Linked DNA regions of Rattus norvegicus: region 2 is linked to region 1. A link is a contact called in public Hi-C data. All regions are on one chromosome and are shown on one strand. The core of a region is the stretch at or near the end of the contact, and the rest is flanking DNA. Distances in the headings are between cores, read along the strand shown.

Region 1 (7,416 bases), core at 2,469-4,968:
CTGGCTCCCCCCCCCCCCCCCCCCCACATCATCTCATGGTGATGTTCAGTCTACTACTTTCTCTGCTCTGGACTCTTCCAGATGCTTCTTGCTGTACTCTCCCTCACATCTACAATAAAGACTTTCTCTTCAACCATACTTTGGAGAGGTTATGACCTCACTTTATACACATATCAGAGACCCTGTCTCAAATAAGAGACAAAAAAACCCCTACCAGACTTCCTGAAATACCCTAAAATGGCCTCCATTGGTCACTTCCTCTCTCCCAGAAGCCAGGACAAGAGAAGATCTGCTTGGCTTTAAGGATGGAGGATGTCTGCACACACTGGAAGGTTGATATGAGAGTCCCGCAAGGGCTGAGAAATGCTTTGGAGATGGGGGCTGGATAAGGATGAGCGGTGGCCACGGCAGGGTTCAGAGTGCTGTACGGGATACAGTGTTTAATGTGGGTTCTGGAGACTGAAATCAGTCCTTCACACTTTCAAGGGAAGCCACTTATTAACTGAATGAGCATTACATTTGAGTCACTGTGCCTTATTCTGAGTTGAGTAATACCTGCCTTCAACTCTGTAATAATCTGGAAGACAAGATCTAGATACAAATAAACGGGCCAGCATCAATAATCCACGATAGGCTTGAGGGAATCAATGGCCTGAGCAAACGCAGAGAAGGAAGTGCAGCCAAGAGTTGACACAGCAGCACTCCTCCTGTGTGTCCTCAAAATGTGATTGATGGCGTGCGTCCCCGAACTCCACTGTGCGTAAGAAATCGCGGTCAGACTACTAGAGAGCAGTGTCTTTGTGGCCCTGTCACTGTAGTGTCTCTGCAGTGTAAAATGGGTCCCTTCCTCTTTGACTCTCATGCCCTGAGACCAACAGCAGCTATTCCCATGAGCGAGCTGCTCTTGTCAGGTCTCCCCGGTTACCCTCCTCCTGGCTGGTTACAGGGGCCTTTGCAGTCCTAGTTCTGGGGAGGCAGAGACATGTGGATCCCTAATGATCACTGATCAGCCAGCCTGGCTGAATTAGTGCACTCTGAGTGCACCCCAGTGAGAAGCTATGTCCACCAAAAAATACAAAAATAAGAAGGGTGGGATGGCAAAATGGTTCTGCCTGATAACCTGGGCTTGATCTTCTAGATTCCTGCAAGTTGCCCTCTGACCTTGACATATATATCATGGCATTTGAGATCACATACATACTTACACAGATGAAAAAAAATAGTAAATGGCACTTGAGGCCTGCATGCCTAAGGTTGTCTGCTGGCCTCCAAGGAGATCACGGGCACTCAGGTGCACATGCACCACCCCCACACTCACCTACGCCTCCGGCAATGAGAAACGACAGCAAACCATGTTTGTAGTGTGGGCCTATACTCTTAGCACTTTTGGAGACAGAGAGGAGGAGTGTTAACGCTCAGGCTGCCTGGGTTACACAGGAAGACTTGTTTAAGGGAGAGAGAGAGAGAGACCCAGCTGCAGAGATGGCTCGGTGATGAAAAGTCCTCACCGCTCCTTCAGAGAGGCCTGTGCTCAGCTCCCATATCAAGTGCTCACAATAAATCTGGGTCCAGGAGTTCAAATGTACAGTTACATTCGTGAACACACACACACACACACACACACACACACACACACACACACACATCAAATAAAAATAAATATATCTTTTTGAAAAAGAGAAAATGGGTAGGGGTACAAGTGATAAAGTGGCTCCAGGACACAGGAGACAGCTTTGTAAACAATGGTGGGAACCCCAGGTGGTGAACACCTTTAATCTTAGCAGAGGTAGGAAGATCTCTGAGAGTTCAAGGCCAGCCAGGGCTACACGGGGTTACTCCATCCTAAAAACAAACGAAATGAAACAAAATAAAAAGGAGACCAACAACAAAAGCTAATTAGAAGTTGGTGAATCAAGACCATCCTTGGCTCTGTCTACTAGAGTGTTCAAGGTTAATTTAGGATACTTTAGACACTGTCTTAAAAAGAGGGGGAGGGGGCAGGAAAGGGCAGAAAAGGAATGAAAGAGGAAGAAAAATAAGGAAGGTAAAAAGAAAGTTTGCCAAGAGGTGTTAAGCAAAGCTGGTGGCACTGGGCACTGCTGAACTTGGACAATACCACAGGAAGATACGTGGTGTCACAAAAGGAAGTCACCTAGGAACCATCCTGTGTTGGGGGAAGGGGATTAAATATGTCTGCTTCTTAACCAGATGTGGTGGCACACATCTTTAATCCCAGCACTTAGGAGGCACAGGCAGGTGAATCTCTGAGTTTGAGGCCAGCCTGGTCTACAGAGCTCCAGGACAGCAAGGGCTACACAGTGAAACCCTGTCTCAAAAAATAAAACAAAAGAAAGGTCTGCTTATTGTTGGCTACAGCTGTAGGGCCTTAGCCACGACTAGGGAAGGACTTCTAAGGGAAGACTTGTGGAAAGACAGCTCTCCATTTACTGGCTGGGTTCTATCTTTCCCACAAGGCTACAGACCCAAGCCTTGGTTGTCACAGCTTTTTCCTCTACCCTGAAGAGGAAGCAGAAGTTTAAAGCATACCCAGGCCACACTTCTCACTGGGACGCGTACATTTGATTCTCTAGGGCCCCAAAATCAAGTCACGTGCAAACGAGGATATTTTTGATTCTCGTTTCTATATCTTGTGATTGTTCCCTTTCTCTGTCCTAAGATCCAAAATGGAGGCCAAAGTTAAATTGTAGCCATCATTCAAACTCAAGTCAGAGCAGAAGGAATTCTAGGTGCAATCGCCTGTATTGGGTTATTCACTGTTTAGCAGCTAGAAAGCCGGACTAGGAAGAACGGAAAGCCCTAGCATCACATAACCTAGGCACGGCGGTAGTAGAATGCCTGTGCTCTCGGCACTTGGATGGTGGAGGCAGGAAGATCAGATTATCTTTTTTCTGTTTGGCATTCAGAGCAACGTGGGATACGTGAGACCTGGTCTCAAAACAAACAAAAAGCTTCCTGGGTTGAAGCTTTTTGTCAAGGGTAAAGTATTCACTCAGTACGTGACATGCACCTGTTACACCCTACCACCAAAATCACATTCCCAGCTATTCTCCACTTCACAAGAGCTAGTGTTAGAGGGTCAGATTTATTTAACTTGGCCCTGGTAGACACATCTTGTCCAGGATGGAGTTCAAAATCAGCTCCCTTTCATTCATGTACTGCTTATTTAAGGTTCTTCCATAAATGGAACTACGAATACTTATCCAGTGCTCATCAAAAGCATTCCATTCAGAAGAAAAGTAATAGGTGCCCGACCAGAGAGGGTGCAAGTACCGAAAAGCGGGGCAGGAGGAACGAGATTGAACGTAGCTGGCTTAACATGGTCTCTTTCCTTTTCCTGAAAGTTCAAACGCCTACCAGGCCACAGTCCTGGCGAGCAGACGCACGTGTACCCTACGCATGCGCGCAACGAAGGCACAACCGCCCCCTCCGGCTGGTCTTCTTTAGCCAAGTCACCAACCCTCTAAATGCCCGCCCTCAAGGCAAAATCCTTGGCCAATCGGAGGCAGGAGCCATTAGGGACGTCACTTTTTGCATACACCCGCTTCTCCCCGCCCCCACACAGGGCACCGCCCCGTCGAAGGAACGGATTGTCACCTAAGCGCTCCGTCCCGGCATCTGATTGGCTCTCCCGGAAGACCCGCCCCCTTCTCGTCCCGCCGCCCGCCGCCCGCCCCCCTCGGCGCGCCCACAGCGGCGGGCGGAACCGAGCGCGCAGGCGCGGCGCTGCCTCTCTCTGCTGGTGGCCCGCCCTCCCTCCTCCCCTCCCTCCCCTCCCCGTCCCCTCTCCCCTCCTCAGGCCCGCGCGTCTTCCTCCCGCACGCGCCGTCGTTAGCCGAGCGCTCGCCGGTGCGCGTCTTCCTTGTCCCACAGGCAGCGGGGCGGGCGCGACCCTGCTCCACGCTCGCGGTCCCGGCGAGGATCGTACCACCGTTCCCCGGAGCGCGGGGGTAGCCGGCCGCCCTGCCGCCTGCGCCTCGGCGACCCCGCGGGGCTGAGGCGACGCCTCACCCGGCAGCCTGAGCGCACAGCCGGCCTTGACCCAGAGCTCCGAACCGCGAGCGCCGCGCCCTCCGCCGGCCCCACCCATCCGGGCAGCGGCCATGGCCGAGACCGAGGAGCGGAGCCTGGACAACTTCTTCGCCAAGAGGGACAAGAAGAAGAAGAAGGAGCGGAGCAGTCGGGCGGCCAACGCGGCGAGCGGCGCGGGCGGGAGCAGCGCGGCGGCGGGCTCCAGGCCGGGCGACGGCGGGAGCTTGGGCTCCGGTGCCAGGTCGGGAGACGGCGGGAGCTCGGGCTCTGGTGCCAGGTCGGGAGACGGCGGGAGCTTGGGCTCCGGTGCCAGGTCGGGAGACGGCGGGACCTCGAGGTCGGGAGACGGCGGGAGCGCGGGCCCCGGCGGCAAGGCCATAACGAAGGTGAGGGTCGGGAGCCCGGCGGCCGGCCGCATGTGCCCGCCCCCGCGGGCCCGGGAGCCCACGTGATTCGGGCTTCGCACGTCGGGCGAGCTCGCGGCCCCCGGGGCTCGTCTGGCCGCCCCCGTCCGCCGTCTTCCGCGCGCCGCGCCCTCTGGGCCACGGGGGTTGGGGCGGGCCGCGGTCCCCGGGTGACGTGTATCTGAGTCCTCGTTGTCCCACTTGAGCCTGGTTGGGGCTGGATTTTATTTTCTTAAGGTGTTCAAAGTCTCTGTGCCGCCGGTGTAGCGTGGCTTGCTTTCCCAGCGCGGCCACGTAAAGCTAGGAATTGAGTTGTGGAATTTCTGTCGCTTTTTCTCCGCCACTCAGCTTGCCCCGTAGTTGGTTTTAAGTAAAAGCGGCGGCAGAGGGGGTGTTTGGTAACCAGGCACGTGTCGGGATCTTGCAAGGACGGGCTAACTTTACAGCCCAGCCACTAGACCCATTTTATTTTTTTGAGACAAGGTCTCACTGTGTAGCCCTGGTTGGCCTCCAATTCACAAAGAACCTCCGACCTCTGCCTCTCCGGAGTACTGGGATTAAAGGTCTGTGTCACTGTCTGGATTTTTTTTAAATTATTTTTAAAGATCGCATTTATTTGCCTGTTTGTGTGCACGCACTCATGTGTGTGTACGTGTCCGGCGAGGTTAGAGGCCGGGGTTAATTCTCTCCACCACGTGGGCCCGGAGAATCAGACTATGGTCCTCGGTTGTTGACTTGCGGGTTCTTATACCAGCTCAAGAATCCTGGCGGCCCCTGATCTAATTTATTCTAGTCTGAAATCTGTTTACCAAGATCTCTAATTAATCAGATGTTTTGCAGGTACCTTTACCTGTTGGGGAATCGCGATGGCCCTTGATACCTCTTTTTCTTAGTCTAAAACGTGCTTAACACAAACTCTAATCAGATGTTGTTTCTTCCATAGGATGAAAATGAGTGGAAAGAATTTGAACAAAAAGAGGTTGATTACAGCGGATTAAGAGTTCAGGCAATGCAAATAAGGTAGGGTGTGATTACACGTGGGATTAGATAACCTGGTTGCAGATGGAAGGACTGCCCGTGTTTAGGTCGTGGTCTCCAGCAGGCCTCTGGTGTCATTAAATTAGCTGCCAATTCTAAAATCCTGTGAGAGTTTCCCGATTTGCAACTGTTTGGATTTTTGAGTTGATTAAAATGGGTATTTGTCATTTTTAAATTTTTAACACTTAGTGTTTGAACTTAGGTGGTCTTCCCTACCCCCAGTAAGGTTTCCTGTAGCTCATGCTGCCCAGAGAACTTACTGTGTAGCTGAGGATAAGGAGGGTTTTTTGTTTGTTTGTTTTCAAAAACATTTGAAGTGTTTTGCCTGTGTATGTCTGTACCGTCTACTGGATTGGAGTTACAGCTGTTGGTGTGTCTGGTGCTGGGAACTGGATCCCGATCTGTGGGAGAGCACTGAGCTGTTCCTGACCTTGAACCCTTGCTTCTAAAAGTGTCCACCTGAATGTGTGCTTGGTTTCGCTTCTCCTTGTTCATATTTAGTAAGGTGGATTGTAGTTCTCTCTGGGAAACAAGTTGAGATACTTTTGCAATTGCAGTTGAGGATACTTCAAACATCATAGATCTGTATTCACACTGAAGCCACTTTGAGTACTCATACCCCCCCCCACACACACACACACCCCGGTCTAGGAATTGAACATTTCTGTTAATAGAGCGGCTCTCCTGAAGCCTTGAACCCACCGCCTTTATCCCCAGTGAGTGACTTGCCCTGGCACTCTGTCTGCACAGTTCTTAGCCATTTCCTGAGCTGCTGGAACTGCAGGCCCCTGCTACCTACCATCTCAGGTTCTGAAGTGACTGATTTTCAAAGTTTAGGAAAATAGTCATATTTTCACAGTTGGATTGGTTGATTACGAGACTTTAAAATTGAGAGCCTACATTGTCATGTTCAATCTCTGATAGTTCGTTTTAGATCTGGTTTTTAAAGTGACATGCTTGGGAAGATTTTTAAGAAGAAAATGTAAGATTTTGAAGTACAAAAAAAAGTAAGGTAGGGCTCTGTTGCTTTAAGATTCAAAATCCTTAACTCGTCTTACACAAAATGATCAGAAATTCTTTGATGCTTGCAATTTGTAGAGAATTCAAGTGACCATTTGAGACAGTTGTTAAGGAAACAACTTTCTTAACATAATCTTTTAAAATCTAGATCAGGTAACTTCTATTGAAAAACCAGTAAGTATTTTAATGTCTGGTTAATGTCTGTACCACCCAGGCATTGATGCCCCTAGGTGCTCTCATTTGTGAATTCACCAAATTAAACATTTCTTTTTGTAGCAGGAAACTTAAAAGGTATCTACCTGTTTGGTGTGGCTTCTTTTGTATGTGAGTGCACGGGCGCTTTATTTTTTTCCTTTTTTAAAGATTTAATTATGTGTGTATGTCTGGGAATATGTACTGTGCATGCAGGTGCCTGCTGAGGTCAGAAGAGCGTCAGGTAGGTCCCGTGAAGCTGGAGTTACAGGTATTTGGGAGCTGTCTGAGTTCTAGGGACTGAATTTGATTCCTCTGCAAGACCAGTATATACTCTGATGAGTAAATTTTAGAAAATACTCCCACTGGGCTTGACGGTGAAAGATGTAACTGTCAGCTGTTGAGAAGGCTGAGGTAGGGAGATTGAGAAAAAAAAAAATCAGGCCTGCATGGGTTAGAGTGAGTTCAAGGTTACCCTGAGCAATTTAGTGAGATCCTATCTCAAATTTTAAAAAGTAGAAAATGTTCCTGTTTTCTTTGTCCCGAAGCTTGATGTATAACTATGGAGTGGGATTTACAGGTTCCTTTTATCTAGGGTGGTCCCTGCTCTGTTGTAGTTAGGGTTTTGGTCGGCCCTTGAGTGCTAAGTTTTGGTCATATTGACTTGAACTTTAATGGGTAAAAGTAACACTTTCTGAAGGTGGAGGGGTAG
Region 2 (7,416 bases), core at 3,479-5,978, 670 kb before region 1:
TTTCCTTTATCTCATATTAATTATGAGATTGGGCTGATTATTTTCTTGAAACATGAGAAATGCCTTCAACTCTGTGATTTCAATCGCTTTTTTATTGATAGAAAAATGTTTTATATGCTTATTATAAAACCAAAGCTTTTTGAGTGATTCACAAAACTACTTTGAAAACAGTGAGACCACGGGGCAGGCATTGTACAAAGTTGCAGAGACTACATCCCTATCTGGAAAACGATCTGTGAAGAATATAACTCCATGATGCCTAGCTCCCCTCCCCACTTTAGCCACTCATCTGTCTGTCTATTGATTACCCCTTCCAGTCTAGGTCCGGCTTTGGCCAGAGCCACTTGAGCAGAGGCGACTGTATTTCAGGGTGTGCCTTCAGGAAAACCAAGGTGTGTCTACCTGTGATGCTATCTTTTAAAAAATAGTTTTCCTAACGTCAGGGTGCGCGTGCGCATACACGAGCATGCATGTAGGCATGGACATGTAGTTGCTGGAGTGTGGAGGTCAGAGGATGGCTTCAGGAATCAGCCGTCTCCTGCAACTTTATTGGGGCCCAGGATAGAACTCAGGTCAGCAGCGCTTCTCACCCCGTGACCCCCTTGTGGTTGAAATTAAAGGAGGGCGGGCACAAGATAAGACAAGGCCCATGATTGGACAGTAAAAAGTAAGGCGGGGACAGAGTTTTGGTAAGGGGAGAGAGAAGGAGGAAAAGAACCCAGATGGAGGCAGAGAAGGACGACCCAGATCCGTGTGGCCTTAAATGACCACAGGTAGTTATGAATATTTCTTAAGGGATGGATTTTTATAAGTCTATTTATCTTATGTAGGTGGGTGGTTGTGGACGTTTTGTGGATTGAGAATTTAACATATACATCTGATTGCTAAATTATAAGCTTATTGAGCTGATTATTTTAACGGGTTGCTGGGAGTTGATACTCTAACCACCAGTGGGCGGGTGCTGGGAACGTTAGCAGAGTCCGCCACAAGAGAGTCACAAGAGGGCAGCTGCTGCGGGGCTCAGACAGTAGCTGGTGGCATCGTGGGATGGAGATAGGGAGCTTAGCGGGTGAGACGCTTTGCTGATTGAGATAAATATACTAATGCCATATGGCTCGACGATGCCAGCTATCGAAGGTTTGTGGACATTAGGGAATGTGAGCAGAGTTCAGTGGCAGAGAGCCAGGAGGGTGGCCGCCGCTGGGACCAGAGAATAGGTAGAGGTAGCGTGGCATGGTGCCCTAGAACCAAATGCAGATTGATCTGGAATAGGTACTTTGTGTGGGGCATGGGGGTGTGCAGAGATAGAGACTGACAGGGGAAAGAGTGATAGAGAGAGAGAGAGAGAGAGAGAGAGAGAGAGAGAGAGAGAGAGAGAAATAGCGCTCCCATGAGCTTGCATGCACACCGTGGGCTAGCAAGGATGACATCATACACTTCAGGGAGAGGAGGTCTTGACAGCTGAGAGACCCTGAAAGCTCTCCCTCTTTGTTAGCAAGCACTAACCCTGCACACAGAGAAAAGGACCACTGAACATTCTGAGCATCGCCACAGCTCTGTGGAGAATAGACACGAAGCGAGCTTACCAGTGACATCGGCGCCGTTGTCATCGGAGTCAGACTCCCCAGGGTCAAACACCTGGATCCCCTGGGCCTGCAGCCTCTGAAGTTTGCTCTCCAGCTCTCGCTTGGCCCTCAGCAAGTCCTGAATTTCATTTTCTTTGGTCTCCCTAAAAATCTGTTTAAAAGGCAGAATTTAATTTTGGAACTTTTTTTTTTTTATAATCACAAAGTCGTGCCACCACGTTTTCAGGGAGTGGGGCATTTATTCATAAAGTTAGTGTCTTTTTGGTTCTCAGTCTCCTCATTTGTAACAGAAAGACTTCTCTAGACCCTCATTTTATTGTTCACAATGGAACCTGCTGGAAGTCTTACGGCGTGGGTGTGTGTGACATGTAACACATTTGTTTCCCTCATACCAAATACCAAACAAAATATCCCCAAACATTTCCAAACACTTCATCTCACCAAAAAACCAAACCAAACCAAAAACAAAAACCCCGCATTCATGGAGGCTGGAGGGGTGGTGCAGTGGCTAAGAGCACCCAGCTCTTGCAGAAAACCTGAGTTTGATTCCTAGCACTCATCTGGGGAAGCTCACAATGACCTGCTCCAAGGGCTCCTACAACTCTGGCCTCCACAGGTACTGCATTCATGTGTGCCCACACACGCACAATATAAAAACAAAGATTAAGAACAAATCCATCCTTCCATCGTTCAATATCTCAACTAAAATGTTCACTTTCATATCTCTGTATCAAATAAACACCACCTAACTGAGAACACAGGCTGCTTTCTTCCCTAGTTCTGTCACCTTCACCAGTGTTACTAGATTTATCTATGTTCTACACAATATCAGAGGGAATTTTTTTTCAAGACACGGTCTCATTGTGTAGCGCTGACTGTCCTGGAACTCACTACGTAGACCAGGCTGGCCTAGAACTCACAGAGATCTGCCTGCCTCTGCATCCAGAGTCCTGGGCTTAAAGGTGTATGCCTCTACAACTGGCTCAAGTAAACTTTTAAAAACTAGCCTTTAATCTATGTCACTTGGAGAGGGGGGTAAGAATACCAAGAATTTACCTTGAATTGCCTTTTAACCCTGTCTCTATCGTGTTCAAATGTGACTGCTCTCTCCATGGCTTGGTATTTTGCTTCTAATGCACCCTCTTTTTCCCGAAGTATCTTCTGGTAAGTTTTCTGAAGTACCTGCAAAGATGAACCTTGTTATCTCCCAAGAAAAACGGCCTTTCATCCATATGTTAAATTCTTACACATATGTATACATATGTTGGGATCTGGCTTTCATCCATATATTAAATTCTTATATATATGTATACATGTGTTGGGATCTGGCTTTCATTCATATTAAATTCTTATGTTTACATATGCTTAGATCTCCACCCTCTACTCACTATTTTATCAATTATCAAGCCCTTCTGTGTTATCAATTATTTCAAGCAAAATAGAAAAAAAATGCAAACATCTTTGAATCCTACTGTACAGGTTCTTCAGAAAATAAGCTTTTTCTTTGAAATACTGTACCAGCTCCAGCATTTTTCTAAGAGAATAAGAAACACAGTTTGTAAGGTTTAGCTTGAAGGTTTCTGTGCTCCTTGGCGTTATATATTAATCATTCTACTGATCACCAGAGCCATTTGCAGTCTAGATCCGTGGCCAGCCCTCCAGTAAATGTCAACATGGCTGGATGAAATAATGAATGAAATAAATGTGTGAGAATTTTCTCAAGATTATGTAGGTAAGAAAGGAACAACAGGTTTCACAGGGAATTGGAATTGCTGATCTGTGACATCTGTCAGTCCCCCCTGCACTGGCCTCTTTATCCTGCTACCCCCTTCTACCTGCCATCTCACATGGTTCTTAGTGGGCAGTGGTGCACACATGAAATCAGACAGGAGGAACGCACAAATCCACTTTATAGGGGCGACAAGCACATTGGCCTTCCAGTAGGAAGCGAGGCCAGCAGGGAGTGAGACCAGCCTCTCAGGTAATATGCTAATAGCACAGCAGTTAATGAAGGGCTTCATAGCTTACAGGAACATGCCAGACTAGAAGGAAGGAGGCTTCTACAAAAATCCGTGCTGTTTATTTAAGTCTTATTTTGACCCGCCAGGAGCTCTTGGGCTTCAGAGATCCCTCCCACAGAAAAGAGGGGCATAAACAAATGATCATCAGAGAGGCTCCCAGCCCATGGCGTATAGTCCCAGGTTTTGCTCTGAGAAATCTGCTTTACCTAGTATCTGAAAGAATAAAAGGCCTACAGTAGCACCGCAGTAACTGTTGAGCCCATTAACTAAATGGACTAAGGGAGTTTGAGTATCCTCAGGGAAGACTTTCAATCACAACACTTAAAAACGATGAAATCAGGAGGTTTCCAGAAAAATTCCTGTCATATCATTAAACCCCAGAATCTGCAGAACTTTGCGAAGAAACTGAGCCAAGAGCTCCATCTTGGAGATAGGTTAAACCGGGAGGAGTTGTGTGAAGTTGCTCTGAGAAATTTTGCGACTTCAGGACTTGGGTTGATCCAACGTGTCTTAATGAATGAACCGGAAACTGAAAGGGGCGGAGGAAGATGCTGACAAGAAATTAGTTTAGACTGAAAAATAATGATTCCTCATAAAGGAGGAGCAGCTTCTGTACATTTAGAAAACAACTTGGTTTGTAGCTGGGCTAGGATGGTGGTGCCACCAAGCGGCTGAGCGACGCTCTCGGGTCTCAGTTTCCTCAGAGCCTCCCGCTCGCGGCGCGCTGGGTCCCGTGTTACCTGCAGCTCCGCCCGCAGCCGCTTGTTCTCCGTGTCCAGCTTGGCCTCTCGGCGACCCATGGACAGCAACTCCTGGTTCTTGCTGACCCGGAAGATCTCGTACTCTTTCTTGAGCCGCTCGAACTCGGCCGCCGCATACTCTAGCTCGGGCACAGACGAGCCGGTGGACTTGAAGCTGGCGCCCAGCAGCCCGCCGGCCCCCGCCGCCCGAGGCAGCGACCCGGGCCCGGCTCCCGCGCCCCTGCGGAACGAGCTACGCAGCAGGCGAGCCTTGGGCTTCACTTCCACCGGGATCTCGCAGGCCTCGCCGCCGCCTGCCCCGTACGTGTCCTCGATCACCTCCCCACCAGCGGGGCTCACCAACGACGAGGCTGTGCCCATGATGCCCGGGGCCGGCTGAGGCTGAGAGCCTGCTGGGTGCCAGGAGGAGGCGGGGCCAAGAGGGCGGGGCTTGCCTAGAGGGGCGGAGCGCGGCGGCGAGAAACCAAAATCAGGGAGGGGCGTGGCCAGGAGCAGGGCTGGTCCGGGGCGTGGCCAGGCCTTCGGGGCGGGGCCGAGATGGTGGGGCGGGGTGCAGCATCGGAGAGGGCGCGTGTGGAGAGAAGAGCAGAGCAGTACGTGAACTGGGTCTGACGATTGGGGAGAAGGGCATAACGTGGCAACTAGAGGGGGCGTGGTGTTGAAGAAGAGTGGCCATCCTGAGAAGGGGCGGAGCCATACTTTCGGGGCGTGGTCGAACACACTGGGGATGTTGGGGCAACCAGAGAGGGGTGGGACGAAGCAGCGAAAGGAGGCGTGATCATCTGAGAGTAGTGTCCGGAGAGGGTGTCGGGCCAGATTTGGGGTGTGTAATCCGGTAAGTGAGGCGTAAAGCAGCAGCAGGGAGAAAGAGAATCACAGTCAGTCGGAGAGGGGGTCCTGGCTGGACAGGGAGGGGGGCGTGGCCAGGAAGAAAAAGTGGAGCCCAGTGGGGTGGAGCCAGGTTTCGGGGGCGTGGCTGGACAAGCAGGACGTGCGCCTCCGAATGAGACCGGGAGGGGAACTGGATAAGGGAGGGTTGCAAGAAATGAGAATCGGGAAGAGAGGAATGGGTAACACGGAGCAGGAGGGCCTGAGAACTTGCTTTGCAGGAATAAGCGGAAGGACTGAGGTGAGCTAGCTGGATGGGACCAGAAGAGCTAGACTCGGGACACCCAGAAGGGAAGGTTCCAGACTAGGCCCAAGCCTACAAGATCCGCTTCCTCTGCGTGAACTTAGTCTCAGTGAGCAAGAACTGGATCACACACCCATCTGCCCCTGCTCCGCTACAGCTGTTTTCTGGGGTTCCTGACTAAGGGGCTCCTTTCTAGAGACAGTTCAGTGCCTAGTGTGTCTCAGGATGCATATAATAAATAATGCCAGGCAGGACAGAACTTCGCAGCATCACCACTGGAACACCCCCCCCCCCCAACCCCCTTCCATCCTTCGATAAGCTCAGGTTTTATAACGTCTGGCAACAAGGACGCTGGGGACCCTATTTTAGACGGAAGGAAATTGTAATGACAGGGTTTGTAGGAAGGGAACACTTGCTATCTTTTTAAAATTCTATTCCAAGTTGCCCTTGGTCTGCTAACTTATTTTCTGACCTATCCCAGATTGGTACCACGGGTTAGAGGGGACAAAAAGGTCAGGAGTGGCTTTGACTCACATTGTTCTGAGGTGGGGCGCTGGTGATCTTCATATATTTCTTCTTAGGCATTCTTGAAAATTCTCCCAGTGCCAGCCATTCTCTCTCTGCCACCATCTGAGGACGGTATTGGGAGTCTCCTTGCCCAAGGGTGATATAATTTTATTCCAGCTCTTGCTTACTCTTTTCCCAGCTGCCAGAAATCTGGTGGCATTTTAAGCATCTGTCCATGCAGAGGCTCCCTGGGCTGACACAAGAGTCTTTGGTGGCTTACTTGACTATAGTTTCATCTGATCCACAGACACCATAGGGATTCTTGGAAAGCCTACTCCGAGACGTAGATAACCAAGCAAGGTGTCTACCAGGGGAATGCTGGGTAGGTACCTGGGACAAGGCCAGGGAGTTGGTATGAGGTTGCCCTGTGTAGCCTTCCCAGCAAGGATCTCAGCCAACCCTGCAGGGATTTTTGAAGTGGGATGGACCTGAGGAGTTGTCCTGAGTTATTTGGGGGTCTAGGACTTATTAAGGCCATCATCTGCTCTCTTTAGCCAGAGGATGGCTGAGAATGATCTGCTCTCAGCACCTTCATAGCTGACGTCAAATTCTTCACTCATCATATCTACCACAAAGCAAACGGCCTTTCCTCCAAAGAACTCTGGGAATGCTGGTCCATTCTAACTACTACCCCAACCCCCACAAACGCCCTGAGCTCCTTCCATCAAATTAGCCGGTCATGTTTTCTCTGACCTCTTAGACATCCTTCTGGCCTTTGTACTCTTCTAAGTTGAAGGATTACGTATTGATTTCTCCAGTTAGTACCGTGAGAGTTCTAAAGGGAAACATTTGCTCTACCTGAGTACCCAAAGAACTGCCCCACATTCTCAGAGCCTTTCTAGCTGCTGATTTCTGATCTCTTTTCCTTCAGAGATTTGAGGATCACTCTCTAGATTTTCCTTCCTTCCCTCCTTCTTTTTCTTTTCTTTCCAAGACACAATCTTCTATAGCCCAGACTGGTCTCAGTCTTTCTTTGTAGTTAAGGATGGCCTTGAACTTCCGATCCTGCTGTGGGCACTACCATCCAACTTGCTGGGGTCCCAGAATGAGTACACAGGAGAAAGCAACTGGTCTGCCTGGGTTCATCTCTCTTTGTTTTTCCTGGCTGCGAGGAAATGTGAGGAGCCTTCTCACAGTCTGGCCACAAGGTCTTCCTGCTGAGAGGGACTGTACTCTCAAATTTTGAGCCAAAATAAACTCTTCCTTCCCTATATCCTCCCTCCCTCCTCCTCTTCTCCTCCCTCCCTCACTTCTTCCTTCCCTCCCTCCCTCCATCCCCCTGTCCCTCCCTCCCTCTCTTCCTTAAATTACTTTTTTGTCAGGTACTTGTCACAATAATGAGAAAAGTA

The links. Hi-C and Micro-C count contacts between places; a contact is called where the count stands out from the background.
Region 2: a Hi-C map of Schwann cells shows a contact between it and region 1, with 5 times the contacts expected there. The contact joins the promoter of Nphp3 here to the promoter of Cdv3 in region 1. A contact is called at or near these places in 2 of 12 Hi-C or Micro-C datasets (Schwann cells and frontal cortex) and 1 of 1 datasets of contacts at active chromatin or transcription factors (oligodendrocytes).

The regions. Positions count from the first base shown.
Region 1 is chr8:112,822,358-112,829,773 of GRCr8, reverse strand. Cdv3 (carnitine deficiency-associated gene expressed in ventricle 3) reads left to right here and starts at 3,718. Exons shown (of 5, transcript NM_001014097.1): 1 at 3,718-4,436; 2 at 5,398-5,474. The coding sequence starts at 4,122.
Region 2 is chr8:113,498,020-113,505,435 of GRCr8, reverse strand. Nphp3 (nephrocystin 3) reads right to left here and starts at 4,728. Exons shown (of 27, transcript NM_001191882.1): 1 at 4,348-4,728; 2 at 2,643-2,768; 3 at 1,587-1,737. The coding sequence starts at 4,728.